3 separate regions of the Gossypium hirsutum genome follow, and regions 1 and 2 are each linked to region 3. The links are chromatin contacts, called in public Hi-C maps. All regions are on one chromosome and are shown on one strand. Each heading gives the region's core, a stretch centred on a gene start, on an enhancer-like site or on the middle of the called end of the contact. The rest is flanking DNA. Distances are from core to core; before and after follow the strand shown.

Region 1 (2,700 bases), core at 29-2,528, 54 kb after region 3:
ACCAATACCTGCATTTCATAAAGGTGCTATGAACAAAATGGGACCCATTTCAACACAATACCAACATGTAGGAGGGGAGGGGACCCTAATTTTTTTCCTTTTTTTTTTCTACTAGATTTTATTACAATTTAATTTTATATTACAAAATGGGTTTAAATTTTGTAATAATAATGGTTGCAAATGCAATTGTTTTCTGTCCCCCACGATGTACATTGCCAAATGGTGTAAGAATCTCTAAAATATAATAAGAGTATTTATTTATTTCACTTTTTTATTTTACAAAAAAGTTATATTAATTTTTCATTTAAATTTCTTTTATTTTTTTAATATTTAAATTTGTGTTATTTGTCAAACTACTTTAAGATGAGTTAAAAAGCTAATATTTATTAACTGTAAGATGCCATATCGACAATTAATTAATTTTATAAATTTTAAAAAAAAATTAAAATATATATAAATTAATTTTTTTAAAAATTAAAAGTGTTAAAAGTATCAAAATTTTATCAAATTTATAAAAAAAATATTTGTGTAATATTTTTAATTGTTAAAAAATTAGTTAATTGCTAATGTGACATACACATGGGTTGCCACATAGTAAAGTTAACAAATATTAACTTTTTTATCTGTTTTTGGATAATTTGATAAATAATATAAGTTTAAAAGCTAAAAATTTTAAATAATTTTTTGGTAGAAAATAATAGTAAATTGTTATTACATCAAACAACACTTAAGCTTGTGAAGGGCTGTTACAATTAGCTAAAAACAACCATTGAACAGATAATGACAGTTCATTAAATACATAAACTCATAAAACTAAGATTCACACACTTAGCTATATGATCTTTATGTGCCATTAGAATATGACAAACACGTACCTTCCAACTTATGCCTAAAAGACAATATACCGAACATAGTTTAACCATCAAACTATTAACAACTCCACCTACCTATAGAGATTTCACTAGAAAAATATTGTCGCATTCCTACTTAATTTATCTTAACTCTTTTTTCCAAATTAAGAGAAGATATTTTAAAATAGCTCTGGCTTCAATTTTGAAAGACATTTCCTTACCACCATACAAAAACTACATATCCAATTAAAATAATTTTTTAAAATTAGAAAAATAAGTAATTATGTTAATACAATAATATTAATACATAGTACACATAATAAAAATGTAACCAGTAGAAAGTTAACAGGTCATGATGTGAGAAACCAGTACAGTAGTGCGCCCACAGTCTAGTCTAGTGGGACAGTAAGGACTAGCTCTATAGCTGCCATTTTATTTTATTTTATTTTTATTTATTATTTAAAATTGCTAGCTCTGCACGTAAATTCTGCACTACCTTACCTTTGTTTGCTACGAGACAAAGGTGAACCTACCAAATGCTTCCCATCCCATGGAGTTGAAAAATAAATTAAATAAATATGCCATTGTATTTGGATCAATGGTTTAATATTACCTATTTTTATTTTAATTGTGTTGAAATTTTAGAAAATGGAAATATTATAGTACATGAACATGGATATGACCTTTCAACTTTTGGATTTGGGCTTTACCACTATTATATAGGGGTTTTATGATTCTGTCCTACCTTAGCTTAATCATCATTTGGGGGATCTTTTAGGGTTCAGCTGCTAGTTTTATTCCAGAATGGCCAAGCTACCATATTATTAATACGTATGTTATGAAAAGAAAAAGTTTAACTTTAAATATAGCATGATTAAAAAATAAATAATATTATAAGTCTTAACTCAGCTGATATTGATATTATTGTTAATATAAGAATACGAGGGTTCGAGTGCACTAAAGTACATTATTCTCGTATTTAAGGGTTGATGAGGGATTATAAATAGTTTTAAGTATTGTATCGAAAAACAAAGACTAAAAATCATGATGTTACACTTGCTAATATTGGAGGTTCATAATTGTCTCTCGTAACAATATCATCTCTAAAATTTAAACTTATGTGTTCTATTTAATAATGCAACATCCCTTACCACTACATCCAATATTTTTTATTTTCTTGCTTTATTGGAAAGTTAGCCATATATGTCACCATACAATTTTTATGATTTGAATTATTTGATAAATAGGGTTGGAACTAAAAAGGGTGTTGACAGGGGATCTCAGCTCTCTTAAAATAAAAAATTTTACTTTTAGTCATTTTTTTAATTTAAAAAATCTTAAATTAATATATGATAAAATTATATTTTTTATTATCGTAAAGATATATAATTTAATTTTAGTATAGATCTCAACTAAATTTGTGATAGTTGTTAATATTGTTTTGTGATTGAAAGAAATGTGAGATATTGGCATAGGTAATAGGAAAGGAGTAACTTTGTGTGACGCTAAACTCAAATGTAAACATGGGAAGGCAGAAGGACAGACATGGTGGTTCTGAGAAAAACACCAAGCAATTACCTCACCCTATCCATGTGACACCTTCACAATAGCCTTACTGTTGGCCTTTCACTCACTATTTTACTACCAATTCAAATTAAATACTAGGTAGTACACTACAAAAGCAAACAAAAGTATAAAAGCTACATTTTTTATTCATAATAAAAAATAAAAAAAAAAAAGAAGAAAAGATGGTTTGCTTTTGGGTGGGGGAGGGATGAAATGGGTACGTGGCAGAATCAATTGATTGGTGGTTGTAGTGGATATTTGTTTTTTAGCTTTTTATAATATT
Region 2 (2,700 bases), core at 27-2,526, 36 kb after region 3:
TAGTAGTCCCATATAACTCGAGCTATTGTTCCACTTATTCAAATAATATTGTTTTCAAAAATTAGCCTAATTAAATAATATTATGATAACTATATTATAGAATTAATTTTACCTTGTTATGAGTGGGAAGGGTAGTTAGCTCGCGAACGTAAAAATAGTAGCCGAAACCATGCGTATGACTGCAGAAGGAGTACACAACCACCAATTTTAACTTTTTCTAGTTGCGTCACCCGAAACATCTCTTGGTACAAGTCGCCAACACGGCTGACCCCCAACTTAGTTGACCAGCTTCTTTCAAGTTGAGGAGTTGTAGCAGCCACCTTAAAAGTAATAGAGTTCGAGATTTATCGGGCATTAAAACACATTTAATTAACCTCAGGATGTATGTTTGGGCGTGTTATTCTCTTTTAAAGAGACTCGAACTCCCATGCAAATTTTGGAAATTTTCTTACAACATTGCCTAACAGTTGTTTGTAAATGTCGCTACAAGCGTCAATGACCACTGATCCTATAACGACTGACTCATCCAATGGTAAACCGAGCTGTAATTGAACGTCCTTGAATGTGATTGCGTACTCATCGCATGTAAAATGAAATATGTATGTCTTGGGTCTCCATCTTTCCACCAACATGCTAATAAGTGTGGGGGTCCAATTTACACCCCTGCGTATAAGAGACACGTGCAAGAATCCCGCCACTTCCAAATAAGGTTCAATCATACGCGATGGCCTCGTAGATAGATTGTGCATAAATGTCTCCAAAATCCAATCTTCGGCCTGATTATAAAATATATATATCTTTTTGACAACTTAATAATGAACATAAATAAAAATTTAAAAATTTAAAATATTTTCTTACCATTTGAATTGAATCACGGAAATGTGGCTATGATCGAAACAAATAAGAGTATTTGTTATTCCAAAAATAAATTAAAACGAATAAAAAAATAGAATTAAATCAAGAAGAACTTAAAGAGAATTTTAATTAAAAATTTAAAACTAAATTCTTGAGAGAATTGAATTTGAATGAAAAAATGAAAAAAATATTTGAGTTTACATAGAAAAAAAATTAACCGGTCGTTGACAATTCGACCATTGGATGAAAACGCATCCAATCCCTCTCCTAATTACTTAATTGTTTTTTTAGATTAATGTTTTTACATAATTTATCCATGTTTTAGTATAATATTACATGTAAAAAAGAAGATTGGTGAAAGGTTGGTGTCATTGTCGGTCATTTTCTGAACAGTAATTTGTCGTGAACGGCGACGTCTCGTTCGACTTTCCGAATCTGTTGACCATTTACTGTCGCTATCAATGGCTGTACCCTTCTTCTACGCCACCTCCGGTCAAATTTGGCCGTTGATGTTCCCCTTTTTTTAATTAATTTTCTTTCTTTTGACAAAGAATTACTAAATTATTATATTAATTATATACAATTAATTTCACGAGGATCATTCTGTTCTATACTTTTATAGATGCTTTGATGCAATTCCTGGTGCAAGTATGAATTATGATGTAATTGTTGTTGTTTTTCTATTCAAATATTATTATTTTATACATTTTTTTATTGGTAAAGTTCTTTAATTTTGTCACGGAATCAAGACTATTTCATATCTTGTATTAATTGGTTAATTTATTTAAATATTTTAGCTTAAAATTTAAATTTTTGTGTGTCAGATAACGATGTTGCTTTTTTTTTCCCCTGTTTTTATTTTTTATTTTTTTGTACTTTTATTATTATATAGAATTCAAAAGGTTAAAAAATAAAAAGAAAAAAAGTCGGCTTAAGACATAAAAGAAACCTCTAAGCTCTCCTTCCTTTTTAATTTACGACATCACTGTTTAAAAGATTTTGTTAAATTAAATTATATTAAGAGTTAAATTTATTGAATTTTAGAATTAGAATTAAAATAATAAATTTTATAAATATTAAGGATTAAATTTATGATTTTTTTTAAATTTAGGATTAAATTGATAGAATGTGTAAACATTGAAAGGTTAAATTTGTTATTAGGCTAATAAAAAAAAGGGGTTTATGCCAGCTTTCTATTACTTGTTTAACGACAATTAATGAGAAAGTGGTTAAAATATTTAATTTTAAAAAATTAAGTGACTAAACAGAAAAAATTATTAATCAAGTGATTAAAGTAAATCTAAAGACTGTTTTTATAATTTACCGTAATTTAAATTACTTGGATCCATTTCCTGAATTTAATTCATGTGGAAATTAATTAATTAAAGTGAGTAGTGACCGCGAACACCAATAATTAATTATACAAAATGTGCCTCTAAGAACTATCAACTAAGACTTATATGTATTACCAGTGACTAATTTATTTTTGTTGGCACTTTCTTGACTAATTTTGTGCAGCTTTTAAACAAATTTTTGTAGCATTATAAAAGAAGACTTATTCGGGCAACTTTGCTTTGGACGCTTTAGCTTGCTCGCAATCAATCTGTTTTTAAATGAAAAGTTTGGACTGTTGATGAGATTGTTCTTTTGTGCAAATTGAGGTCTATGGATTGGGTCAAAGTTCTTCCTAACATCGATGTACAGGAGGAACGGTGGTCGTGTAATCCTCATTTTATCTTTAACTTGGCGACTAGTGACAATCGAAGGGTGGAATGGAGTGCTTCTGTTGAAATGCTTAATTTAATGTTAGGTTCTATTTATGCTGGTGTAGGGGGAGTACTGAGA
Region 3 (2,700 bases), core at 66-2,565:
TCCCAGTGGCTGAGTCAAAAGGTCACTCACCCATTTCACAACTTACCCTTACTCCACATTTAATAGAGATATGAATATTAATTTTTGTATAATTTTATCTTAATTTAGTTGTCAAAAATTTATTAAATTAATATAATTTTATATTAATAATTATATTAATTTAATATAAAAATAAATGTACATATATAATCATTTTTAAATGTGTATAATTAAATCAAAGTAAAATTTCATATATACATATAAATCAAAATTCAAGTTTTATGTGTATAATTGTATGAAATTAAAATTTATATATTAAATTACATATTAAAATAAAATTCACATATAAATTTAATATTTATCTATTTTACAATGACATCATTGATTTTAAAATGGGGATTAGCAAAAATAATTATGACAGACAACACATTAATAAAAACCTACCGTTTAAGTTTATGTATTTACCATAACTAAGTAAAATTTTCAGTTATTATAAATCACGAAAATTGAGAGACAAACTTTACATTTTAGTAGAATGAGAATATGAAACTTAGAATTAAATCAAGAAGTTGATTGAGATGGTATTGGTCAATATAAAAGGATATGAGTTTGAGTATACTAAAATATATTATCTTTTTATTTAAAAATTAGGGATAGACTATAGATAATTTTATAGAAAATAAAATATATAATAAAAAACTATAATAAAATTAATGTTAAAATAAAAAAATAATTTAAATTAATTACACGAAAACTCCAAATTATAAAGCAAAAAACCCATTAGTTTCATATTTAAAACAGATTAATTGAAGAGTGTTTGGTTTATTAGTAAAATTAAGACATCGGGACCTTTGATATAATATGTTCTGCTTTTAATATAAATTTATTTATTTTGAATTAAACCCCATGTCAAAGATTTTACATTTTGAATCAAAATTGCATTTAATGTTTATACAATATTATCCCATCACAATATTAATTTTTAATTACAATATATATAAAAAATGAACCCTAAATATTTTACCAAAATGGAGATTTTATGAATGACTATCATCTAAGGATCTTTGAGTGAGTAAAAAAAATCAAGGTGACATGAAAAGTTTGTTTGGATGGAGAGAAAAAAAAAAAAAAAAACACCCGCCGAATTTCCGAGCCATAAGAAAGAGAAAAATAAAACAATTGGTTGGGTGGATCCAAAGGGCAGTTTATTTAATTAATAAAAATTAAATTTATGGGATTGTGATATTTTTTTTTGGTTTGATGTGACATAAGACGTGTGGCACATTGTGGAGGGTGGGGTCTACTTCCCACCAACCATGTGATAGCTTATTTCTCCCCTACCTCTCTCACGCGCCTCTCTTTGAGCTTTACTAATCAATCCTTTTTGCCTGAAATGAACCTCTCCTTATGTGTTTTCAATTTTCTTTTAATGAAATTGAATTTTTTAAATTTATAGGAGATTTAGCAGAGTTGGGGTGATCGAATTTATGAGGAAACTACATATTTTGTTATGATTTGTTTTGTTACATTTGTGGTCAGATAAATTAGATTGGAGTGCACGCGCTGTTCTAATGTGGTGGAGTTTAAAATATCGAGGCGGAAGAGGGGCTGTCAGGTGTTGCTATCAAAGGGGCCCAATTGTCCGGGCTCCTTGGGGGGTTAGGGGCCCACAACTTCATCATTTCGAGTCTTTTTAATACATTTATTAATTTTATAGAATTTTTTTTAGAAAATAGTATCTTTAGTTTTTATTTATTTATTTATAAATTTATATTAACTATAATTATTTGGATGAATTTCTAAGTGTATGGAGAATAATAATCGATTATTTAATATATAACTAAAGAATTCTTGCGACATTTATTTTATAATAAATTTCTATAAATCATGGTTTGGGATAATTATTCTTTAGGTATGTCTAATAACATCTCGGATTAAAAATAAAACATTTTTATATATTTTAATTTTAATATGTACATTTTATTATTTAAATTCATCGATTAAATATATATAATAATTAATTTGTAGATATGATAAAATCAACTTTGCTAAATGTTCGAGTAACACTCTTTGTCTGTCCCTGTCGTCGGGATCGAGTTATAGAATACTACAATACAAAATGGAACAATTATAAACAATTAACAATCAAAATTCAATAACTTTAACCATTTAATACAATTTAAAATTTTGTTCGAGTCTTATACAAGCTTACGTGAGTTCTAAAGTTGACCTGAGAACAAACAAGGATCAAATTGTAATATTTTCAAAAGATAAGGACATTTATGTAAAATAAGAGACACATGACCTTTTGTCTAGATCGTGTAGCATAAAAACGGCTATGTCCTCCAATAGTCACACGATTGTGTGGTTGGCCCGTGTAACATACTGGAGCTATGTGACCCTAAGTGTTCTTTTTTACCAAAAAATCACATGGTCGTGCCAGTAGCCCGTGTCTAACATGTAACACCCCTTACCCGTGTCCGACACCGGGACAGGATACGAGGCATTACTAACTTATTCATAAGCGCACAAACTTTCCCGAGTCTTAAAAATGCGAACAAATTAAAAACCTTTCAAAATTTCACCTTTACAACTCTAACGTGGGTCTACAAGGTCCAAAATATACTTAGAAACCAATTCAGGATCAATCCGGATCTCTTAAAGAGCTTTGGAAATTTTCACTAAAGACAGGGGCACACACCTTGTGGGAGGTGACACACT

What was found. A called contact is a pair of places that touch in the nucleus more often than the background predicts.
Region 1: a Hi-C map of leaf shows a contact between it and region 3, with 4 times the contacts expected there. The contact joins two enhancer-like sites. A contact is called at or near these places in 10 of 34 Hi-C or Micro-C datasets (callus, cotyledon, hypocotyl and 1 more).
Region 2: a Hi-C map of leaf shows a contact between it and region 3, with 2.3 times the contacts expected there. The contact joins two enhancer-like sites. A contact is called at or near these places in 7 of 34 Hi-C or Micro-C datasets (anther, callus, cotyledon and 3 more).

Annotation. Positions count from the first base shown.
Region 1 is chrA02:97,840,398-97,843,097 of Gossypium_hirsutum_v2.1, forward strand. No RefSeq gene overlaps it. Among protein-coding and RNA genes, the nearest start is that of LOC107951736, 47 kb to the right of the region's middle. Within about 2 kb of position 1,279, at least 4 of the 9 cell types and tissues checked have an H3K27ac peak or open chromatin away from gene starts, as enhancers often do. A contact at or near this core is called in hypocotyl and leaf, where this site is marked.
Region 2 is chrA02:97,822,780-97,825,479 of Gossypium_hirsutum_v2.1, forward strand. No RefSeq gene overlaps it. Among protein-coding and RNA genes, the nearest start is that of LOC121209967, 34 kb to the left of the region's middle. Within about 2 kb of position 1,277, at least 4 of the 9 cell types and tissues checked have an H3K27ac peak or open chromatin away from gene starts, as enhancers often do. A contact at or near this core is called in hypocotyl and leaf, where this site is marked.
Region 3 is chrA02:97,786,271-97,788,970 of Gossypium_hirsutum_v2.1, forward strand. No RefSeq gene overlaps it. Among protein-coding and RNA genes, the nearest start is that of LOC121209967, 3.0 kb to the right of the region's middle. Within about 2 kb of position 1,316, at least 4 of the 9 cell types and tissues checked have an H3K27ac peak or open chromatin away from gene starts, as enhancers often do. A contact at or near this core is called in hypocotyl and leaf, where this site is marked.